Linked DNA regions of Mus musculus: all the other regions are linked to region 3. The links are chromatin contacts, called in public promoter capture Hi-C maps. All regions are on one chromosome and are shown on one strand. Each heading gives the region's core, a stretch centred on a gene start, on an enhancer-like site or on the middle of the called end of the contact. The rest is flanking DNA. Distances are from core to core; before and after follow the strand shown.

Region 1 (2,700 bases), core at 92-2,591, 1.5 Mb before region 3:
CCTAGGAAAAGGACGGGAATCTTGGCAGCAGTGGCTGACTATGGACTGTCAGAGGGAAATTCTGAGTGTACCAGATTGGAGAGTCCAGGCCCAGACGATTCAGCTGCAGTAGACCGTTGACATCTCCTTCCTACTAACCTAGGTACATAGCCACCTCGAGGATCCTAGCCCAGCCTACCTTGATGGTAGTTTCAGGAAGGTTTAAGGCTGCTGCCAGTTCGCATCTCCGCGGTCTTGAAACGTAGTTCTCCCTGTAGAACTCTTTCTCCAGCCTTGCAATCTGCTCCCGGGTAAAGGCCGTGCGGTATCGGCGCATCTGGTCACTGGCGCTGCAGGCCAGGGTGCCTTGAGAGCCGCTGCCGCCGCTGCCACCGTTACTCTTGGGGGCCTCGCTGCCACTGGTAGGACTGCTACCCAGAGCATCGGAGCCTGGCGCTGCACAGGAGCCCAGAGCACACAGGTGCACATACAGAGACACAACACAAATACACAAACAAATGCTGACTTCAGGCTGGAGGAGGGGCATTAGAAGGAGAACCCCTTAGCTTCCTCAGTCACTGATTCTGCTGGGGCTCTGGAAGCTTCACCGGAGAGGTCTTGACACAGAAAAGGTTTGGGGCAGGCTTAAAGTGGCTGTTTGGAAGACCTGGACCTAAGGCATACTGGGTCTAAAGGCTTCCCTTCCGCTTGCCCCTGGGTGCAGCAAAGGGCATATCCCCTGAACTCTCTGCTTGTGTTGGTAGGGATGGGTAAGGATGTGCCGGAACACTGAATTCTTGAGGTTAATGTATTGTAGCTTGTTGGACATACAGTGAGCTTCCTCGATCTTGTGTGTGTGTGCACCAGTATGCCAGTACCAGGTGTGGGGATGTGTGTTGGGTTGCACCTATTGCAGGAGTGGTATATTTTGAGTATGGGTTGTGAGGACATGGTATGGTAGAGAAGCTGGGTTAGATAGATGATAAGATGATAGGAGATGGAGGTGGATACTTAACAAGGTGGTGTTGGCTGCCTAGGCCTAGAGGTAGAGGCAAGCCTTTCCCACCCATTCCCATGGTTTTGTGGAGGTGTGTCTGCTGATGGGCTTCCAGTCTTTCATTCCTAGGAGTGGATATTGTTGGTATAGAGAGACTCCCTTCTGAGCTATCCACCCCCACTCCCATTAGCCCCTGGTGAGAAGGAGCAGTGTAATTAAAGTACCAACCCCTTAGACCCACCCCAGAGGAGGGTGGGGCTCCAGCCCCCCTGCAGCTGCTTTTCCTTTGGGTGGAGAAGTGAGACTGAGGGAAAGAGGGAGGGGGAGGGCCCAATCCCCGCCTTTTCAAATGCAACCGGAGACCAAAGGCAATTAGACCATTGGGACCATTTCCGACCTGGCGCCGCCAGCCCGGGAAGTGACAAGGTAATTTGGACCTCTGACCGACGTGCAAACTGGTCGGAGGGCTGCAGCCCTCCGGAGACCAGAGTCCGCCACGATTTTACGGTCCTTTATATTCTCCGGGCTTCCGCGCCTCCTTGTGCCTTGCTCCCCTCCAGTCAAACTGCCCGGACAACCGTTTGATCTTGCCCTACCCGACGGATGTGTCTTTCCGTCTTAGCTGAATCATTCCCACAAAACTCGGGGGTTGGGAGGTTGGGGTGCGTTTTGGACCCCTCAAGTCAAGACTTGTGCCAACGCTGACATTCGTCCAGGCACAACTGTCACTCTAATGGGATAACACGAGAGCCCTCACACACACTAAGGTGCAGAGAGCAAAAGAGTTGTTCAGGTGCCCCCGCCCCACTCACCCAACCCCCAGCCATCCTGCCCCAAGGGAAAGGAGCATCTTGCACCTGGCCTGAGATGAAGGGAACTGTGGGTGGAGTGGGCGGACCGGGGAGCGGAGGGGCAAGGTGGCTACCTTTGCTGTGCTGGTACTCGGCGTTCCCGGTGGCGCAGTCTGGGGTGCAGCTCACCTCGATTTCTTCATAGAAATCCGATTCGGTGTCTGAGCTACTAGGTTGCCCTTGGCCAGAGAGGCTGTCCGCGGAGGGGACTGGGGGTCCCGGGCCAAGCATGGCCGCTCCAGCAGACCGTGGCTCGGCGCCCAGCCCTGCAGCACTGCCTGCTAGTCCATCGACCGGCTCCTCCTCCTGGCCTCCCCCGCCACGCTCCCGGGAAGTCGGAGGGCCGGCTCGCGGGCTCAGGCAACCGTGGGGCACCATCTTCTCTGGCGGTTCAGGCAGCGGGCTGCTCACGGCTTCGGACAAATTAGAGACCCTCTTACCAACCAGAGTGCCAAGCTGACCCCCATCCAGAAACATAACCATGTCCTTTCGGCTCTCCATCCCCGGACTCTCCAGAGGGGGGGAGGGGGAAAACCCCCAAGTAAGCTCCTAATCCCAGGCTCCCTGGGATCTTGGCTGAGAAGAGGAGCTAAGGCGACAAGGCAGGCGCCGGGTAGCCCCAGCGCCGTGTCGACGGCGACCGCGGAGATGGCAGTGGGGAGCTAGGGTCACCTTGTGATGCGAGCGCTCCTCTGTGCCGCACCGCCTCTGGGAGGAAGCCCCATTGCCCTCTTCTTTCTAAGCTGTCATCCTCCTGCTGCAATCGTCATTACAGTACCGCTGGTGACGCCACTCGGCGAACGCAAGTGGATAAATAGAAACGTCTGCCACAGTGAAGATGAAAGGAGACCCGCAGCTAATGGCTCGGCAGTG
Region 2 (2,700 bases), core at 45-2,544, 1.2 Mb before region 3:
TCTATACTATACTTTCCTGTGCTGGTATCTCAGCATGTCTCACAGAGACACCCCCTTCCCCCACACCATACTGTGCCTCCTACAAACATACTCCTGATTGGAGCTTTGACACAACATTCTGAGCACAACTTAGGAGAAATAAGAACAAACAAACCACTGTTTGTTTCTACCAATGTAGGTAGGTGATATTCAGATGTCATTTTGAAAATGATGTGCCTGGCAAAGGAAAGTGGAAGGTGCAACTTGATGTGTATCATTAGCCACCTTTCCAAGCATATTTTTAACTAAATACACACTTTACATTCAAAATGTTTTCCCTTGTCAGTTCCTCTCTGAAGACTCGTATCATCCTCTTTTGTATTTAAGTAGCTCTGGTAGCGTCATCTACATGACAAATATGTCTACACAGTAGGTTTTAATGGATTGTAAAGGTTGATGGCACTTGAATGTAATTATCATTTCTACACACACACACACACACACACACCACCCATTTTAAAGACTAAAGGACCCAGAACTTTTTGGATTTTAAGTGTAAACGTGTAATATTGAAAGACTCAACCTTTGCTGACTAGATTGAAGTAAATTTTATATTTTCCCTGTTCTAACCACTATTTGCAATTAAAAAATACTTAGAGCGGGCAACGGTACAGGTGGCTTTCTGGCACATTTCAGGTGCCTGACCCTAAAAGGATATTATCTAGAACTAATTCCGTCAGAGCGAGAGAAATCAACCACACCAAGAATAAGTAGGAAAGTAATGTCAGCGCCAATCAGAACGCTCCGCCGTTTTAGGACTAAGACTCTCAGGAAGGATTGGCGGAAAATGGGACTCCGTTACCTTCATCTAGTGGGACAAAGAAAGCCATGCTAGTTGGGGGGTAATGGTAGAAACTTCTTGGTGGGTTACCAGACGGGGGTTTAAACCTTGGTGGAAAAGACCAGTATTTAGATGACCCCTTAAAGGGAAAGTGCGTAAGCCTTGCGGAGGCTTTATTTTCCGGAATCCTGGAGAAAGAGAGGTGTGGCTGACATACCAGTAACGAAAATGGCGCGGACGAGCTTCAAGGGCCGGTCAGGTGACACAGCTCCAATTCGCTCCCTTCCTTCGGAGGCCTCGCCTCCTGCTCGCTTCCGCGTATGGGCGTGGCCTTCCCGGCTGTGTGTGGGCGTGGTCTACCCGGAGGCGCTTTCTTCGGACAGTCAGAAAGCAAGGTCTACGCAAGCGCAGTCAGGTTTTAAGGCCGGTCTCCCCGCCCCTTCACCCATAGCCCCGCCCAATTCTCCCGGGCGGGGAGGGGGCAGGGCCCGGCGTCCAGCGACCGCTGGCTGGAGAGCTAGTGACTTCCTTGTTGGCAGTCTCGGACGGGCCGTGTCCGGAGTCGTAGCCTCTCGGTGCTTACTCGGACCGCTATTGCGAGTCTAGGTCCAAGCCATTATCATGCCCAACCCCAGCTGTACCTCTTCTCCCGGCCCTCTCCCTGAGGAAATTAGGAACCTGTTGGCAGGTAAAGAGCGGGAAGGGGGCGGTGACGCTAGGGGCGGGGGCGCGGGGACGGCGAGCCGACAGGGACAGAAGCGCTTAGCCCTCACCCTATGCGGACGGTGGGGGGCGGGCCGTATAGGGGGACTGGGATGTCGGGACTAGAAGGGAGTGGGCGTGTATGCTGAAATGTGCTGATCCTCCCTGGACAGCCGGACAGTTATGCGTTTCATGAAGACCGGAATGTGAGGGCGGGAGATGGACAGCAAATGTTGATGAATGCATGTTTGAGAACTGCGAAAGCAGAAGTCCAAGCACTAGGTCCTGCCTGGGTGGCCTGGCCAGTAAGGATGCAGGTGCATCTGCAGGGCCGCAGGTGTTGGGAGTTAGGAGGCCAAAAGGCACTATTTCCAACCCCACCCCCATTTTCTTGAACAGTCAGGCCAAACATGTTTATAGTTTTGAAGGGTGCCCGATTTTCAAATAGCCACTATTTCTAAAGCCTCAGTAACTATTAAAAGTGAAAAAGGAAGGCTGTGTTAAAACTCCTACTTCCTGTATCATGTGATCAAGGAACTTCATCTTTGCAACCTCATCTTCCCCTTTTTGGTTTTACATTCCCATTTATAGGAACTTACTTGTAGGAGTTGAAATGCGGTTCCTCAGTTCCTCAGTTAGGTCAGTAATGTCTGGAGGTGTGTAGTTCCACTAAGCATCAAGAAAAGCTCGATAGTTCTGCACAAAATAAAAAATACATCTTTTTAGAGTATCACAAGTCTCACCTATCCTGATGGTCTTAGATACCACCATATACTTTGTCTTGTAGATGCTAACATCTGGAAATGGAATAATTTTAGTTTGGTTGTCTCTAAAACATTCCTTTCAATATAGATCATGGATTAAAAAGTTTCGCTTAGATGCCTGTGCTGTTAACTGTGTGTTTTAATCGTTAAAAACAATGTCCTCTAAAAGGTACATTTGAACTAGTAAGTTACAGTTGCAACAGTATGAGACCAAGCATCATAGAATACCTTGTTAAGCTGTTGGGTTGTTTGCATTATGTGTGGATGGAGACTTGTGTTTGTATGAACATGATGCAGGGTGAGGGTGTGCTATGTCACTCTGAGAAATGCTTCTCATCATTCATGGATAGCACTAAGAGAAATGATGAAAGAACTGTCGATGCTGATTTAAGGAAATGTTTTAGTTTCTTATAT
Region 3 (2,700 bases), core at 153-2,652:
CTCAAGCTTATTTATAGACACCGTGACACTCCCTCTTAAACTCTTTATTTAATTGCTAACAGAAACGTTATTTCAAAGGGGAATTAGGGCGGTGAAAATATATTTTAAAGTGGTAGAGTCTCCAGAGCGATCCAATTGTTTCTCTCTATCATCAGCTACAGCTACTTAGGAAAAAAGAAGTTGGGAGGTAATTTAAGCCACAGCACACAACAAACAAAAGCGTTTTAAATTTCTCAGGAGCAAGCTGTGCTGTGCTACATCTTGAAGGAGATGGGAAGGGCTATCAAGGAGAATTTATTGTCTGGTGGCCACCTCTAGTTATTTAGTGAAAGTTGAGAGCAAAAAAAAAAAAAAAAAAAAATTCAGTGGTGGCTAAGAACACAGGGGTAAGCTCTGCTTTAAGGAAGTGTGTGTGTGTGTGTGTGTGTGTGTGTGATGGGGGGTGGGCTTTGCCAACAGTTCCATTTTTTAGATAGTACATCTAATGATTATACTAGGGTATTATGGTTACTATTGAAAGACTAAGACATGAACCACAACACTACAATTCACTAATCATGAATACGTATCATGATACAGTCAGGTTAAATGTATCTACCACACTTACCATTCACCATGGAATCCGTGAAAGCTAATTCTTTCCACTTATTGATAATGCCTATCAGATGGACATAAGAAAAGTAAATAAAATATTTTCCCCCAAAGGAAAAAAATCCAAAATCAAAAATACTCTACATCTGTCAAAGCATACGCATACTCGTTAGAGCCTCCTTCAGTTAAGTCATCTCTCTGTTTTGTTCATAATTCAGTATTCTAAGTTCATACTCTATCTGAGAATCAGGCTGATGAGAGTTTACTACAGAAAGGCCTTGGAAATACTATCCCATTCACTTGATAATCAAAAGACACTGTGAGGGGTCTCGGTTGTCAGTAAAGGAGTCTGATAGAGGAGAACGGAGGGCATCAGATGTATCCTCACAGAGTGACCTCAGATTTCTCAGTGCATCTGCAAGGGACATGAGGTAGTCTTTTCTTTGTTCCTGACACAGGCTGTGACTCTAAGGGGCTTGCAGGTCAGCCACTTCTGACTTCTTGGCAGCTGCTAAGCTAGGATTGCCCTGGGAGGACTGGAGGGTGGGGGTGGGAGTGGGAGGCAGACGGGATCCAGAACAGAAACCCAGGCTGGTGAAGCAGAGGGGATGATGGCCCTGCGACACTTTAATGCAGTGCGTTTTCTTCTGCTGACCTGAACATGAGTAAATAAAGATAACCCTGGTCACGAAACATAACCCACTTCCCTTCCAGAGGGACACTGGGGAATTCTGGTCAAACGTGTCCTGCCCACATGAGCTGCCATCCGGCTGAACGTGACAAGTGTCAGTATGTCAGTGTTAGCCACAGCCTGGATGAGCTGCTCCAGGGGAGATCTGCCCTGCTGCCCCAGAGTCCACTAGGAGAGCCTCCACAGACTCTGTTATCAAAGTAGATGAATGGCGACCTACCTCAGTTCTGTTTCTCATTAAATATTTACAGAGGGATTATCCCAAGTTTTGCCCGTTTCTTTGGCTTTTCTGTTTGGTTTTGTTTTCTGGCTTTAACATACAAAACCTCACCTAATAAAAATTGCACCACATTCAAGGCAACGTGTTGAGGGCACTGCGGTTAATGTAGCTTTACTGGTGTTATTTTAAGTGTCTGTACTCTGAATTCCCTTGGAATCCATGCTCTTAACTCCCACAAATATGAACGGACCTCCCACGCCTGTAGGACCCCGCTGTGTATTTATTAGGAAGCAACTCCACTTCTAAATGCTGCACACCGGGCTGCCCCCGCCCCACCGGGTGCTCGAGTTCCTGAACATGCGTGTTTAAAAATGTCCCTTAAAAAAATATGGCTTAGCTGGACAGGCAAAACATTCTGTGTAATCAGAGAGCATGTTTAGGAAACACTGTTTGCGGAGATGAACCGTGCTTTAATGAAACGTCCGAGGGGATAAATAACTCAGTCCCCTTCTCCGGGGTCATGGGTGCTGGCTTCAGCTCTGGTCATAAAACAAAGTGGAGTCGTGGTCCCCGGAAGGGAGCGATGCAAAAACATCAAATGTTTGGCCTGGAAATGCAATGCGAACAGAGACTAAAACCAGGCCCTTTCACTAGCACAACAAATATTAAAATAACCACTTCAAAGGCTTGGGGGGTGGGGGGGGCATACAAAGTTAAAGCCAGAGAGAAAAACCCCTCAGGTGAAGTCTGGTTGGATATCTGAAGGGAGACCTTTCACCGCTGTCTCGAGAAGTTTCACTTAACTGTAAAAGATGATGAGGGTTTAATTTATATTTAAACCAAGGTTAGCATCCCTCTCCTTGTAGGACATTCTTTCCTAAGCCCTGCACTGAGGGTTTTGTTTTGTTTTCTAGGCGGTGCTCCATCAGCTTTAAGGCAACGCTCACCCTAAAGATGGATAGATAGCTATAGCATCACCAACTTTGAACAATGAACTAAATACTGTTGAAAACAGAAATTAAATTTTTGTAGGCTATCCATTTTTATCTGCATTGCTTAATGAGCTCTAGCACCGAAAATTCTGTGTCCCCATAAAAACCTATTCAGCATTCAGTTTTCTCAAACTTTAAACCTCAAAAAAAGTTATGGCATCACTGATGGTGTACTGCCACCGTCTGGTCATTTTGAGAACTGCAGG

Evidence for each region. Promoter capture Hi-C pulls out the DNA fragments that hold promoters and counts their contacts.
Region 1: a contact with region 3 is called in a promoter capture Hi-C map of hippocampal neurons, with 9 times the contacts expected there. The contact joins the promoter of Evx1os here to the enhancer-like site in region 3. A contact is called at or near these places in 2 of 39 promoter capture datasets (hippocampal neurons and liver), 3 of 115 datasets of contacts at active chromatin or transcription factors (embryonic forebrain, embryonic hindbrain and embryonic midbrain) and 1 of 9 other capture datasets (liver).
Region 2: a promoter capture Hi-C map of pre-B cells shows a contact between it and region 3, with 3 times the contacts expected there. The contact joins the promoter of Skap2 here to the enhancer-like site in region 3. A contact is called at or near these places in 2 of 39 promoter capture datasets (hippocampal neurons and pre-B cells), 3 of 484 Hi-C or Micro-C datasets (cerebellum, cortical neurons and uterus), 2 of 115 datasets of contacts at active chromatin or transcription factors (astrocytes and neural tube) and 1 of 9 other capture datasets (embryonic tail).

What each region holds. Positions count from the first base shown.
Region 1 is chr6:52,313,473-52,316,172 of GRCm38.p6, reverse strand. It overlaps Evx1os (even skipped homeotic gene 1, opposite strand), which reads left to right and starts at 1,341. Exons shown (of 4, transcript NR_038163.1): 1 at 1,341-1,402; 2 at 2,603-2,700. It overlaps Evx1 (even-skipped homeobox 1), which reads right to left and starts at 2,675. Exons shown (of 3, transcript NM_007966.4): 1 at 1,902-2,675; 2 at 179-435. The coding sequence starts at 2,328.
Region 2 is chr6:52,011,143-52,013,842 of GRCm38.p6, reverse strand. It overlaps Skap2 (src family associated phosphoprotein 2), which reads left to right and starts at 1,294. Exons shown (of 13, transcript NM_018773.2): 1 at 1,294-1,508. The coding sequence starts at 1,442.
Region 3 is chr6:50,808,298-50,810,997 of GRCm38.p6, reverse strand. The region is part of intron 4 of C530044C16Rik (RIKEN cDNA C530044C16 gene); the gene reads right to left. The region is part of intron 3 of Gm31455 (a long non-coding RNA gene); the gene reads left to right. Among named protein-coding and RNA genes, the nearest start is that of Gm31455, 13 kb to the left of the region's middle. Within about 2 kb of position 1,402, at least 30 of the 459 cell types and tissues checked have an H3K27ac peak or open chromatin away from gene starts, as enhancers often do. A contact at or near this core is called in pre-B cells and uterus, where this site is marked.